Linked DNA regions of Mus musculus: all the other regions are linked to region 3. The links are chromatin contacts, called in public HiChIP or PLAC-seq maps. All regions are on one chromosome and are shown on one strand. Each heading gives the region's core, a stretch centred on a gene start, on an enhancer-like site or on the middle of the called end of the contact. The rest is flanking DNA. Distances are from core to core; before and after follow the strand shown.

What was found. HiChIP or PLAC-seq counts read pairs in DNA pulled down with a chosen protein or histone mark.
Region 1: an H3K4me3 HiChIP or PLAC-seq map of neural tube shows a contact between it and region 3, with 4 times the contacts expected there. The contact joins the enhancer-like site here to the promoter of 4932441J04Rik in region 3. A contact is called at or near these places in 2 of 39 promoter capture datasets (the 3T3-L1 cell line and liver), 2 of 484 Hi-C or Micro-C datasets (the G1E-ER4 cell line and bone marrow-derived macrophages), 5 of 115 datasets of contacts at active chromatin or transcription factors (the NIH/3T3 cell line, acute myeloid leukemia, astrocytes and 2 more) and 1 of 9 other capture datasets (adipose tissue).
Region 2: a contact with region 3 is called in a CTCF HiChIP or PLAC-seq map of the NIH/3T3 cell line, with 7 read pairs. The contact joins the enhancer-like site here to the promoter of 4932441J04Rik in region 3. A contact is called at or near these places in 4 of 39 promoter capture datasets (the 3T3-L1 cell line, cancer-associated fibroblasts and hematopoietic stem and progenitor cells), 1 of 15 datasets of contacts at CTCF or cohesin (the NIH/3T3 cell line), 8 of 484 Hi-C or Micro-C datasets (adipose-derived mesenchymal stem cells, nephron progenitors and uterus), 13 of 115 datasets of contacts at active chromatin or transcription factors (the NIH/3T3 cell line, T-cell acute lymphoblastic leukemia, acute myeloid leukemia and 9 more) and 1 of 9 other capture datasets (adipose tissue).
Region 4: an H3K4me3 HiChIP or PLAC-seq map of neural tube shows a contact between it and region 3, with 4 times the contacts expected there. The contact joins the enhancer-like site here to the promoter of 4932441J04Rik in region 3. A contact is called at or near these places in 5 of 39 promoter capture datasets (the 3T3-L1 cell line, the HPC-7 cell line, hematopoietic stem and progenitor cells and 1 more), 14 of 484 Hi-C or Micro-C datasets (the AML12 cell line, the G1E-ER4 cell line, the HL-1 cell line and 7 more), 18 of 115 datasets of contacts at active chromatin or transcription factors (the NIH/3T3 cell line, T-cell acute lymphoblastic leukemia, acute myeloid leukemia and 15 more) and 2 of 9 other capture datasets (adipose tissue and liver).

Annotation. Positions count from the first base shown.
Region 1 is chr5:58,227,348-58,230,838 of GRCm38.p6, forward strand. No RefSeq gene overlaps it. Among named protein-coding and RNA genes, the nearest start is that of Gm22536, 190 kb to the right of the region's middle. Within about 2 kb of position 1,569, at least 3 of the 459 cell types and tissues checked have an H3K27ac peak or open chromatin away from gene starts, as enhancers often do. A contact at or near this core is called in neural tube, where this site is marked.
Region 2 is chr5:58,189,189-58,192,658 of GRCm38.p6, forward strand. No RefSeq gene overlaps it. Among named protein-coding and RNA genes, the nearest start is that of Gm22536, 220 kb to the right of the region's middle. Within about 2 kb of position 1,628, at least 9 of the 459 cell types and tissues checked have an H3K27ac peak or open chromatin away from gene starts, as enhancers often do. A contact at or near this core is called in the NIH/3T3 cell line and adipose-derived mesenchymal stem cells, where this site is marked.
Region 3 is chr5:57,716,264-57,719,513 of GRCm38.p6, forward strand. 4932441J04Rik (RIKEN cDNA 4932441J04 gene) reads right to left here and starts at 1,656. Exons shown (of 5, transcript NR_015588.2): 1 at 1,583-1,656. Pcdh7 (protocadherin 7) reads left to right here and starts at 1,818. Exons shown (of 3, transcript NM_001122758.2): 1 at 1,818-3,250. The coding sequence starts at 2,842.
Region 4 is chr5:58,024,286-58,027,417 of GRCm38.p6, forward strand. All of the region lies in intron 2 of Pcdh7 (protocadherin 7), which reads left to right. Among named protein-coding and RNA genes, the nearest start is that of Pcdh7, 310 kb to the left of the region's middle. Within about 2 kb of position 1,731, at least 8 of the 459 cell types and tissues checked have an H3K27ac peak or open chromatin away from gene starts, as enhancers often do. A contact at or near this core is called in neural tube and oligodendrocyte precursor cells, where this site is marked.

The sequences.
Region 1 (3,491 bases), core at 319-2,818, 510 kb after region 3:
TAAAATGTACACCAGTTATTCTCAGAGTGCAAATAATTGCACAGGAAACAAAATGATTAGATGGGTGTGGGGAAACCCTGCTAATTAAGGTCACAGTCTACCATTACTCGATAGCTTCTCTGAGCTCATAGCAAAATAGCGGATTCTCTTTACCAGCAGCAGCACTTTTCTTTCTCTGACCTTGTCTAGGGAGCCTGACCCCCCACTACCCTCAACATGAGAAAGAGTGAGCAGTCCTTGGCAGACCTACAAGTTCAACTTTCTCTTTTCCCTGGTAAGAATCCACCCAGGAAGTACCTGGTGTTCCTGAAATGCCTCTTCATACAAACAAGGTATTCACAGTACTTTAAACAGCAGCTAAAAATTTCATTCTCCCTGAAAACTCCTTCCCACTTTCCAAAGCTCATATATAGCACTTTTCCACACCAAATAAAGTTTATGAGTACAAGCTTACCCCAAATAGAGGTATGCACACAAGCTAAGATTGGCTAAGAGAGCTGTTTCACTGAAGATTGTGGGAAGAGAAGGCTTTGTCTAAGAGAGTTGTAACATTAAGATCCCCACTCCCACTCTGTCTCCTGCATTCACCCCCAGTGGGACCTGAAGACCCCATTCATTATTGACTCCTCTTCATCCTTTCAGCATGGAGTGCAGTGGTGGCTGAAATGGGAAGAAAACAGGATGACCCACGGCTGGTCCCCAACATGCACAGCATAGAGGAGACTATTTTTACCAATATAGTATTTGTACTATTTCTATTGTACTCTCCTCTGATGATGCATGAGCAGGTATTGGTGAATTCCAGTTGATTGGCAATAACAAGTGCTTGCTTTTGTGAAGGTTGGTTCTCTGGATTAGAAACCATTTCTAGTCTATGCTGTACTTAGAATTTTAAGATGTCTCCATGACACCTCATTTGTCTTAAAGCACTCAAAACTAAATATACTAAACTTACCCTTCAAAAGGTCTGTCTTTGATCTCTGCCAACATTCATTCAACAGCCTTTTATAGCTAAAAAAAAAAAATAGCCTCAATATCCATCTTTGCTGGTAAGGTGATTCCTAAATCTACTGTGATATCATACACCGATAAATGACTTTAAAAGACAGGGAAATGTGCTTGAGGGAGGAGGAGTTATCTGATATGATTTTCATTAAATAGAGAAGGAATTTTACATGAAAGTGACATTTAAAGCTATCTGTGAGTGTTCTGAAGCAATTTTATTTGAGAATGAGAAATCGAGACAATATTGAGTGTTAAAACGGTGCCTATGTTTGTTGGCTCAGTAATCTTACAGACTGCTTAATCTGGGCTTTGGATTTTGAAATTGAGTCCAGCCCCTGTACTTTTGTAATGGCCTCCTTTTATTTATGCACCTAACCATTGTCTGTGAAGTCAGGTAATAGCTGCAAATCAAAGGGCACATTCTTGTTCCCTGTCACATGCCCTGCTCCTTAAACATTAGAATAAACAGATGAGGCTTGGCCAAAGCTGTTGTCAGCAGCACACTGCTTCCAGTGGCAATAAATCTCCCACTAATGACGTTAGGGAATAGAGCTGGTCTTTTGTACTGTCTTTCCTCACTGCTCTATTTTAAGGCGATGCCTCTGTAAACAAGCACTTCTATAATGTGCGGTATTACATGGTGTGAAATAAGCTGGGTCCATTAGCATGATGTGAAACTGGGTCTTAGAACAATAAAGGGATATATTGTGATGTGGACAGCTGAGGAAATACTGCTCTGAACCATGTAAGCACACTGACAAAAGGCAGCCTGGCTTAGTTTTCTTTATAAAAGCCTTCACATGTTTCTACATTTATTAAAAAGTGACCCTCTTGAACTCAGTCTGAATGATATTAAAATGCTGACAGAGAGACAAAAATGAAATGTCTGCCAAAACATTTTCCCATCAATACTGATGTTTTCTATTTATTTTACCCTAGATGAAAAAGAATAACTGAATTAGGAAACTTGGCATTTGTAATTTCAATAGCAAATAGGTCCTACCTAGTAATACTTCTGAAGAAGTGGATGAAGATTCTTTTTTTTTTTTTTTAAATAAGCTCTTATGCCAGAAGAAGGGGAAATATTGAGTTATTTTGAGCTATGAGATCTAACACTCTTAATACCTCTTTGATGTAAACATAAAAATATGGGAAACATATATTGTTTCTCAAGACTTGATCTTGTCTAAAACGCAATGACCACACTTGAAGCCTTCCTTCTTCTGTGTTCTCATCGGCTTTGAAAAGCATATCTTAGCCTTTGTAAACTGTCCTCTATGTCTTTCCTTTCCTTTTTTCTTTTAAGAAGCTCATGTCTTCAGAACAGTGTGTTCAAGGACCCCAAAAGGGCACAATTAACCAAAAACATTTACATATTTTTACGGGAGGTAAATTTTTGAAAAACATTGTTCTGGCCCATTAATATGAAATGAACTTTCATTTCATTTCCTAGATGGAAATGCCTTCATTATTTTTGAGGTTAGTGTTTTGTATTCAGCAATATCAAGATCAGCAATTGATCCTAAAGTGACCTCACTAAAAACACTCTGTATGAACTACCTCCATGAGACCTAAAGAAAAGGAAATAGTAACTTCTTCTGGGCACCTCACTTTAAATGAAATATAGATCATAACCCCCAATGGTTTGATTCAGCTTTTTTTAAAATTTATTTTATATTTTAGCATAAGAGGAAAAGAAATCATATTTAAGGGCCTGGACTTAGGCAGTAAAATCTTTGAGGCACAAGAATAAAGACCCAACTTCTGAACTTCAATTCCTTCCTAAAAAGCTGCAAGTGGAAGTGCACAAGTGTGTCCCAGTGACCAGACAAGGATCCAGGGAGGCTGCTGATAAGTTAATCTGAATGAGCTAGTGAGTTTCAGGTTCAGTAAAAAAAATTTATCTCAAAAAATGATTGAGAGCAATTGAGAAAAATATCTGAAATTAACATCTGGTCTCAATATACACATCCACATACACCTGAAAAAATTACACACACATACACACACACACACACACACACACACACACACACACACACACCATGCATGCAGAGATATAAGCACAGAGCCACACACACATAAAGAAACTAAGAGTGTAAAGTTAGATCTTTTCCTGTGTAGAGCTATGCACAAGCATATGATCATTGGATTCTGCTTGGCATTGGTAATGTTAATGTTCAGTGAAATGTACAATCATTAAGGAAACAGACAACAGACAAGCAAGCAATCTACAATTCTATACAGCATTGTGTTTCTAAGCTACAATGTATGGTCAGGTAGGGTTTGGGGAGCTCTTTTAGCTTCTGATGACTAAAACTCCACTCTAAGTTTAGGGTCATCTTACTACCATAAAGCATACTGTCTGATATGGACAAAGCATGTATGTGATGTTAAGGTAAACTAAGTATTTTTCAGTAAAAATAGTAATTTAGATTGTTAACATATTTGCCCCTATAATTTCTATTCATCATATGTAAACTAGT
Region 2 (3,470 bases), core at 378-2,877, 470 kb after region 3:
TAATAATAGACACTCATCAGTCTGGCCCCGGCCATAACTGCTCAGAACCATCCACACTTGATATGATTATTTCATATCATTTTTGTCACTGTTTTCTTTCTATTTTAAATATGTGTATACCTATATAAACCATAGAGAAAAACAGATAGAAATGTATAAACTTTAAAAAAAATTCATTTCCGTGTTCTGACAAATAGCATCATATTAATATATATGCTTCTGATGTATTTATATTTTTTCATGTGTGCATGTTTTTACTTTTAGTACCTTAAGTTTGAAAATCAGTATGCACAATTTTTCAAATACAGTACAAATTGACCTTTTTTGACTTTAGTTTAGAGACTGCTTTCTCTCTTTTTATCTCACTGTATATAAATATATATTCATAAAGTAATTATAATCTATCTATCCATCTATCTATAGCTAATGTAATTATTCCCTAGATATGTCTTATTTTGGTTATGTATTCCTTTAATAGTGTCACTTAGCTATTTCCAATTTAGGAATTGCTAGAAGCAGTGCTGTGATTGATCGCTCTTCCTAACTTCATTTATCTGTTGTGACTTCTACCACCAGGAATTTATCACTGCAGATCTGGATTCTGCTTGTCTGGATGGCCATCTTCGCAGCTGTCTTTGGACAGATCCTCTTCTCCTGTATCTGTCTTGGCATAATAGATGCTCATAGTGCTCTGCAAGTGAGACCTTGTGAGCTTACCTAACATAATACCCGGAAGCCAAGAAAGAAAGAAAAGAGAAAACCCCAAACTTCTCAATCTTTCTCAAATCATGAAGTAAACAATATCATACTTTGTATAGGTTGTGCACAAAAAAGTAGATATTAAGTACTATTTTACCCAACATGCTTCACTTTAAAATAACTTAGCTACTAAGTGATGCTTTTATCTGTCTTTCACTAATTTAGTTTACAAAAAGTGTTTTCTCTTTACTATTCCTTCTTGACATTGTCAGTGAATCCAGGGCAAGAAGGAAGTCAGGTGTTGTATGAGAATTAAGAGTTTTCCTAGTACTTCAGTAAAATATGTGTATATTTTTAAATGATTATCCATGGCTAATTTGATATGAAAAATCAACGTGGTACAGAATCACTGAGACTTTACTTATAATTGTGTTTACATTATTACAGCCTTGTTATTTTTCTCCATTGGGTTTATGCCTGTGGTTTCTATGTTGGATTCCCACCCCAAGGTGGGTTTAAGATTGCATATCTAAAAGCACACCAAAGCCCTGAATCATTTAAATGTGATAAAAATCAATTTTACCTGTGTTATTCCCAGCTGAATGCCACTTCTGATGTGCACCAGCCTCAAAAGAAATTAAAAGATAAGTAACATGATTACAATCAGATTAGCTTGCCTAGGCAGACAAACAAGATTGCAGAGTTCTGTGAGTTAAGATACTCACTTCCTAGTGAGTCTGGTTTACATCACATTAAGCAGAAATGAGTTTCCGATATGTATACGACAAAACAAAGTGGGAGAGAAATTCCAGCCTTGTAGCTGAATGTGAGTCAAGGAAACTGTTATTTTGTGACTGTTCAAGAATTACTGCCTGTCAGGAAACTTTATACGGTTTCTTAAGGGAAAAAAAAATGAATCATTCTCCAAGACTTCCTGGTTGTTCAAACTAAAATGAGTATTTCTTTGACTAACTGAGCTCATGAAAGTCAGGAGGAGAATGAAGAGGGGGTGGAAGTCTTGACTCCCAACTTTTTCTCCACTGAATAATATCAAATGAATAATATCAAATAGCAAACTATGGTGAGTCACATCTATGCAGAAAAGACAAACACATAAGAGTGAGTTATCTTAAGTAAGAAAACTGTCCATTTCATTAGTACGACTGTGGAGATCAAAGCTTCCAGATGTATTAATCTTATTTAAAAGATATATTTAAAAAAATACTCTAGCACAAAAGTAAAAAAAAAAAAAATAGAAAAAAGAAAAAAAGAAAGAGAAAAAGAGTATCACCAAGAAGAGGAACAATTTGAACAATGATCATTCAAGTAACTTTGTGAATATCATTCTCAGGTTGTTTTTTTTTTCCTTTCAGTTTATAAGGCTGAACAAACCATATACAGCAAGCAAGTACACAGAACTCTTCCATAGCCTCTGCATCAGCTCATGACTCCAGATCCCTGCACTGACTTCCTTTGATGTTGAATGATTATATGGAAGTATAAGTCAAATAAGCCCTTTCTTCCCCCACTTCCTTTTGGTTATAGTACTATACCAAAGCAACAGTAATACTAACTATGACAAAAATTTGTGATATGAATGTAGGGTATTGTTGTGACAGACCTGACCGTAGACTTTGGAGCGGGTTGTAGAAGGACTTGGGAACTTTGTGCCATAAACCATTGAGTGTTCAAAGCTTGGTGAGTTGTTCTGTGGGGTCTTGGAAAATAGGGATGCTGGGAGAAACGCCAGGCTAAAGAAGTAGCACCTACAGGACTCCAATACTAACTTGATCAGCTGCCTTAGGAAGTACAACCTTGGCCACCTCTGGAAGCCAGCTTTTGTACTCTGACAAAATATAGGCCTTGCTTGTGAAGTTTTAGAGGGAAGAAGCTGTTCTATTAAGCCAACAATCTGTTCTGTTTGGTCAGATGGAGCTGAAGAATCAGCTGTGATTAATTAGAGACCAGAAACACTAATGTGAAACCTTTGTGTTGCTGGTCAGTTTCAGTTAAGCAATCAGTAACAATTAAGAAGAGACCAGCATCATTGAGGTCCTGAAATCTTCTGGGAAGTGTTTTCTTGAATCAGAATAGGAAAGTAGTGTTCCAGGGGTGGCCAAGGTCATATGTACCTCATGCTGGAAACTGAACATGGTCTTGGATCAGTAGTCCAGGTGGTTCCTGTTTTGAAGGCATGGATCAGTCATAGAGAACTTCAGACAGCTGACACTGTGAATACCCAGGAAAGCCCATTGGTGAAGTTACAGCTTCAGTAGCAATTGAATCTCTAGGAATTTAGGGCTCATGAAAAAGAGGTGAGGTTTGTTGACACCGTGAGGGCCAAAAAGAGGCTGGCTATTCCTGAAAGCTCAGCCCAGTTGACACAGAGATGCATTTTAAAGATGTCAGTATCATGGAGTGCCTGTCAAGAATTGTAGCAGCAATAAAATGAAGCAGGTCTGAACTTAAAAGACAAACTGTGTGTCTTTTAGAGGGTGGAGCCTGAGAAGTGATCCAGGCCCTTTGGAGTAGCCCAGAAGATTTTGAGACTGGGCATCTCTTTGGCCTGTGCCCTGGTTCTTCCCTCCTGAAGTAAGAACTTGTTTTGTGTGTTTTTGATTGTATTCGAGTCAACAGTTGTCAAGTTTGAATTTTAAAAGACACTTTAGATTTAAAAAATAATACTTTGGATTTTTAAAGACTTAATTTTAAAATGTTTGAACTTAAAAAAAAAAACTGTGAGACATTTTAAGCTTGTAAAATGTTTTATA
Region 3 (3,250 bases), core at 406-2,905:
TGGTCTCAGAGTAAAATTGATTCCGTGAGCATTAGATCGGGCATGCAAATTCGTCTTTAAAGGAACCCTTAAATTCCTAGCAACATTCTCCGAGATAGTAAGGACCCGACACAAACTCCACCTACTACCTTCGTCTTTTCTTAATCTTTCGGTAGAGGGTCTTTATTTTGACAGTGTGAAATACATGAGAAGTGGGCTTCGGTTCGAAATACACCACCAGCCCTGAGATCTGACTTGGCAGACTGCGGTGGTCATGAGTGAGAACCGGGGAAGCCTCACGCCCGGGAATGGCAGGGAGGATCACGAGGCACAAAGTCAAAAGGAGAGAAAAGAGGTTAAGCATACTCGGTACACAAAGTTGCCATTAAAGTTTATTTCCCTTATATCCAGATAGGTGACGCTACACTTTGCCGGTTACTAAAAGCTGCAGGCTCTGCTTAGAAAATAATACCCAGGCTTCTAGCATGTGTTTTATTCCCCAGGCGCGTGCACACACGGTCTATCCCCAGTGAGAGCCGGATGACAGGAATTCCAAGCATTTAAACAAAGGCAGGCATTCTCCCCTCCCCAACCCAGACCTCCAAAGTCTGGGCTCCAAAAAAGGATCCTCTCTGGCTCTCGTTGGAGTTTGATGCTCTCTCTTCACTACTGCAGCCCGTCACGGTTTGGCAGAACACAAGCTTGGCTTTCGGAACTCAGACATCGACCTCAGCCTACCAGTAGCAATTCACTAACCCAGATGCTAAATTGCGAAACGAAGACACGTTGCGGGTGGGAGTTGGGGCGGGAGGGGGGCATCGTCTGAGGGTAGACGTGGGAGGAAGGTATACTAACACCCTCACTTCAGCTCTTACCCACGCAGCCGGGTTTAGTCTACCAGCCCTAGAGGGGGAAAAAGAATCACCCCACCCCCACCCAAACTGCCTAAGGAGACTAGACTTTGGCTTATCGGGGCTGAGATTGGGCAGTTCTCAGTCGGCCCCACGAAGCGAAGCCTGGCTTCGGTGAGCGCCGCGGCTGGCTAGTCCTTCCTCCCGCCTCCCTTCCCTGGGCCCTCCTCCCTGGTTCTCTGCAACTGTGTAGTTTCGGATACCGCCGCCGCCGCTGCAGCGTCGGAGTCAAGTCTGACTCCGGAGCCCGCGGGCTTTCCGCAACAACCACCAGTTTATGCAAACTTGCGGGTTTCCGGCTAGTGGGTAGCGAGAGTAGGAGCTTCCCCGGAGCGATTCGGTGTCTCGGAACAGCCACAGCCAGAGAGGCGGCGGGAGCGCGCGCACCAGACTCTGCTAGACGCGAAAGCGGACGAGACAACTGCGGAATTCACCCGCCGCGCCAGGGCACTTCCGAGACAACAGCCGACTGGCACTTTTTCTCCCTTTGGCAAACTAGATTTTTTTTTTTTAAGCTACTTGGCAGCTCTGTTTGACTCCACCTCCCCCTCCACCCCCGCCCCAGTGGCTTTGGCTTTTCTTTGGAAATCCGGACAGAATTGGGCATCTTTGTTAATTGCCGTTAGGAGTGCCCGGTCGTGAGCTTTCACCGGGCCAGTGTCGCGCGGATGCACGGAGCCAGGCTTGCTCACCTTTGAACTGCAAAGGGATCAAGTTCAGCTCGAGTTCCCCGCATTGAGACTGGAAGAAGCTGAGAGACTGTGCTGGAGAGAGTGAGAGAGGGGGGGAAAGGGGAAAGGAGAGGAGGGAGGAGAGAGAAGAGGAGGGAGGAGAGAAAGAGAAGGAGGGAGGGAGGGGAGGGATCGAGAGAGAGCGGGGAGAGAGAGAGAGGCTGCAATCTCCTCCCTGAATCGCGCACAGCGCTGCAGATCCCACTGCTCCAACACGCGGGCCGAATGCAGGTGAGGGAAGGCACGGACTCTGCGGCTGAGAATCCAAACTTGGGCACCGCGCGGTGCGCACGGTTCGGCTCTCGCCCCCGCGGGCGAATGGTTGCTGCGGTTTCAGGCGGCGGCTTCGTGACTAATGACCTTGCGCAGAGTTGTTAAGAAAAAAAGAGAAACCGGAGCTCTTCGGGGTGAGAAGCGACCGACTCTGGGCGTCTCTGAAGATGGCTCGGGCTGCTCTTTGGCGCGCCGGGAGCACCCGGTCGCGGACCGAGCTGTGACGCGAGGCGTCTTTTCGCTGCACCTTGCCCGAAGCGACCTGCCGTGGAATTTTTCATTCAAGATATGTTGAGTGGCTTCCCGGCTGCTTAAGAGGAGTCAGAGTTAAGACTGGCTTGTTGCTCGCCCCAGAGCCTGAAGCAGGAAGCGGTTCAGGTTTGTCTGGACCTCGGGAGCCTAAACAGAGCCTGGGTCTAGAGTGAGTAGCTGGAACGTGAATTGGACTTAACTCGAGTAGCAGTAAGGACTAACGCTGCTGTCAGGCGGGGAAGGCTGCAGGTTTGTTCTAGTCCGCTACCAGGCTCCGCCGCCCTCTTGCAGAAGCGGTTCCGGCCCCTTCCCAGGGCTTGGAGACTGGATCTCAGTATCTTCCCACTGCGGGGATGACTTTGTGGGGGCACCGAGCCCGTGGCGCGCAGTGTCCCGTGAACTGTGAGTACTGCGAGTAAACGGTGGCCGGCGAGCGGGCGATTAGCACCCATTGCATGAATTATGAAACAATAACTTTCGGAAGAAGCAGGAGGAGAAAAAAAGAAGCATCTCTAGCTGCCCCCCTCCCATCGGCCGACTCTACGCGCTACTCTGGCCCCCTCCCTCCCCTCCCTCTCGTTTCTTCCTTTCCCGGAGAGGAGGACCGAGGGGAGGGCAGGCGGCCAGCCCCGGAGGAGGGGGGTGCCGAGGGGGGTTGTGGTTAGAAGGAGCAGTAGCAGCAGCAGCAAGAGAAGATGCTGAGGATGCGGACCACGGGATGGGCGCGCGGCTGGTGCTTGGGCTGTTGTCTCCTTCTGCCGCTCTGCTTCAGCCTGGCCGCCGCCAAGCAGCTGCTCCGGTACCGGCTGGCCGAGGAGGGCCCCGCCGACGTGCGGATCGGCAATGTGGCCTCGGACCTGGGCATCGTGACCGGCTCCGGCGAGGTGACTTTCAGCCTTGAGTCTGGTTCTGAGTATCTGAAGATTGACAACCTCACCGGCGAGCTGAGCACCAGTGAGCGGCGCATCGACCGAGAAAAGCTGCCCCAATGTCAGATGATCTTCGACGAGAACGAATGTTTCCTGGACTTCGAGGTGTCGGTGATAGGGCCCTCACAGAGCTGGGTGGACCTGTTTGAGGGTCGGGTCATCGTGCTGGACATCA
Region 4 (3,132 bases), core at 481-2,980, 310 kb after region 3:
AAATTCATGTTCATGTAACACACAGCCCCACACGTGAACTTAAAGTTGTTCATGTTCTCTCTCAAATACAAGAGGCAGTTTCTCCATTATTTTACAGGTTCTGAACCTCATGAATTATTATTCAAGCTACATTTTTGGAAGTCAAGTCTTCATTAAGCTACATAATGTAAAATATATTTCCTGATACTCACATGAAATATGATTATAATAAAAAATATTGTAAAAATCTTTGTGGCAAATGGTAGCATTTCAAGGATATATTTTTAAAAATTAAAGGAATAATCATTAGCATGGAAGATCAATTCTGTAGAAAACTAGTATTGCGTATACATTCCCAGATGACTTCACGTAGCCTTCATTTTTTATAAATATAGGGAATTTACCAATAAATATGTGCCACTTGACATTACTACTGTTAAGCATGTTGTACTGCATAATTAATCAATTAATTAATTATATTTTAGAAAAGGTTTCTCTTCGTAGCCCTACCTGGAGCTACCTATTCAGGCCCAGACTGCCCTTGAATCCACAGAGAGCTGGCAGAATCTGCCTCCCAAGTGCTGGTATTGAAGGCGTGCCCCACATACCTGGTTGTCAGACACCTTTTAATAACCCAACTTTTGAAAGTTTTAGACCTTTGTAAACATTCCACTTCATGTCTTTTCTCCCTGTCTGCACATTTTCCTTTGAGATGTTTCCTAAGTTCTTCCCAATCATAGAAATTTCACATTATCTCTGTGACTAGTGTCATACCCTCTATTTCCACTTAAGTTGTACCTCCAGTGGATTTAAACTTAAAGCCTGCATATTTGATGTAGAAGTGAAGTAATGAGGAATCCCGAGGAGGCTGTGATCTGAACGACAGCAGCCAGGCAAGCAGGAAAGAAGTTAACAACAGTGGGCATACCAAAATGAGCATACTGTGAAGACACGTGTTCCTAGTTTTATGAACATATTATGGGGGCTGACAGATGCTATGATAAATTTGTATGAAGATATTGTCTGCAGCATAGTTTTTATGTATTCCCTTTGAAGCTGCGAGTGTATGTGTCTGTGAGCAAATATGTGTTAGCATACGTGCCTTTCTGCCTGCCTCATATTCGTTCTAGAGAACTCAGCATTCTGCCACCTTGGCATCCTGTGAAATGCAAACATTCCTACACACCATTGGTACTCTTGGTGCCTCTCGTGTTTGGCCATAAACTCATGTTGCATTATTTGACTTTCATTTGGACAGAAACCAAACAGATATGTAAGGAGCACTTCGTACACTCACCCTTGAGGATGCATCCTCTGAACCCACATTACTGTTGTATGACTGACCACTACTTCGAAAAAGTTACATCTAGCCATGTCGCCAAGGCAGTCAGCTACTGGTCCACAAATTGGCTAATAGTTAATTAATACAGTCAATCTGTGCAATAGTACTGTCTCAGGGGTGTAAAAAAATCACTGCATTTTAATCTAGGAAAAGGAAGCCTTTAGCATCTATTTCTAAGCTTGTCTTTTAAGCGAATTGAATGCAGTTCTTGCAGTAGAAATTTCTAACCGAGTCCATAGGAACTCCTGAGCTCCCAGGAGGAAGCGGTGCCCCAGGGCTGCTGGCATAAATCTGGGAACCAGCCACGACTTGCTGCCTGTCTGCTAAGTCTGGATAAAGTGGCTAATTCATCTCTACAAGGACTCTAAATCACCAGCTGAGCTTCCGTAGAAGCTGGACACACAAAGCCCTGTGCTCTGTGTGTGGGGATGTTTGCTTTACCGCTGATCAAACACCTCGGTCCTTTGAGTGCCGGATATACTCTCCTACATTATTCTTTCTAGTATTGCACATTATTTTTATAGAAATCCTGGAAAGACCTAAATTCATATACTTATATACACGCCCCTATATACATGTATTTAACTGTTATGTGAGAAGTTCCTCATATACATAAACACGTGATATTAACATAATTTCTGCAAAATTGCTTATCATCTCATTTTGTTAGTGGGAAAAAAACTCTTGTATCAATTTTGGTTATCTATTGTTGGTGTATTACTTATTTAACTAAATATGGAAAAACTTTAGATACCTGTGTAAAATTACTTAACCGACTGAATGTAAACGAAAACAATGTTTTGTATATATTTGTTTAATTAATGGCTATGATAATATTATGCTTTCTATAGGTTTATTTTCAGTTTAAAAAACTGTCTTTCAAGCCCGACATAGTGGCTCATGCCTTTAATCATTTAGTACTTGGAGGCAGAAGTAGGTAGAGCTATATGAGTTCAAGGCCAGCCTGATCTATACAATAATTTCACAGGCAGAGCTATAAAGTGAGAATCTGGTTCTAAAACCAAAACAAACCAAAACAAAACATTATTTAAAAATAAGAATCTTCTAGAAAAAAATTTTCGCTGATACACCAAGTTCTTTTTATAGCCCATGAAAGGCTTAAATAACCTAAACTGACATGACATTATTGGGTTTATATATACAGAAATAGATAAATGATAAAATGATACTGATGAACAGGGCTATACATAGAAGTGTTTTAAAGAGTTTAACATATTTTCAACAGAACTGGTTTTTTTTGTTGTTTTTTGTTTGTTTGTTTGTTTGTTTTTTTTGCTTATTTCTCATACTCAAATTTTATTATTTAAATGTGAGAAACATTGCTAACAGGGGAGATGAAATAAATTTCACTTTAATATCTCTAAATTTATGGCTTAGCATTTTAGGATTCTGTAATCATGTTTTAAATGCAGTCTTCCTATAGCTGGAGTTTTTCATTGACAAAAGCATGTGATAGACAACGTTGAGGAGAGGTGTTTTAATTTAATTTAATTTTTTACTTACTCAGTGTTCATCCAACTCACTGCTCCCCTCTGGGCCTCCCCTCCCACAGTGCTTCACCCTTCTTCTCTGAGCATGTGGAAGCCCCCCTCTCCCCCCCCCATCCCTCTACCCTGGCACTTCAAGTGAGGAGAGCTGATTTTACAAAAGGTTACTAAGATCACTTACTTCAGAATAACTTGAAGCTTTGAGAAGTAAAATAGGTGTGAGGAGAGTAGGAAAGCCATCTTTGCTTCACAGAGGTAAGCACTTCAGTGAGTGAAGAAACCCTGGCTGGCCTGTGGCTTTGA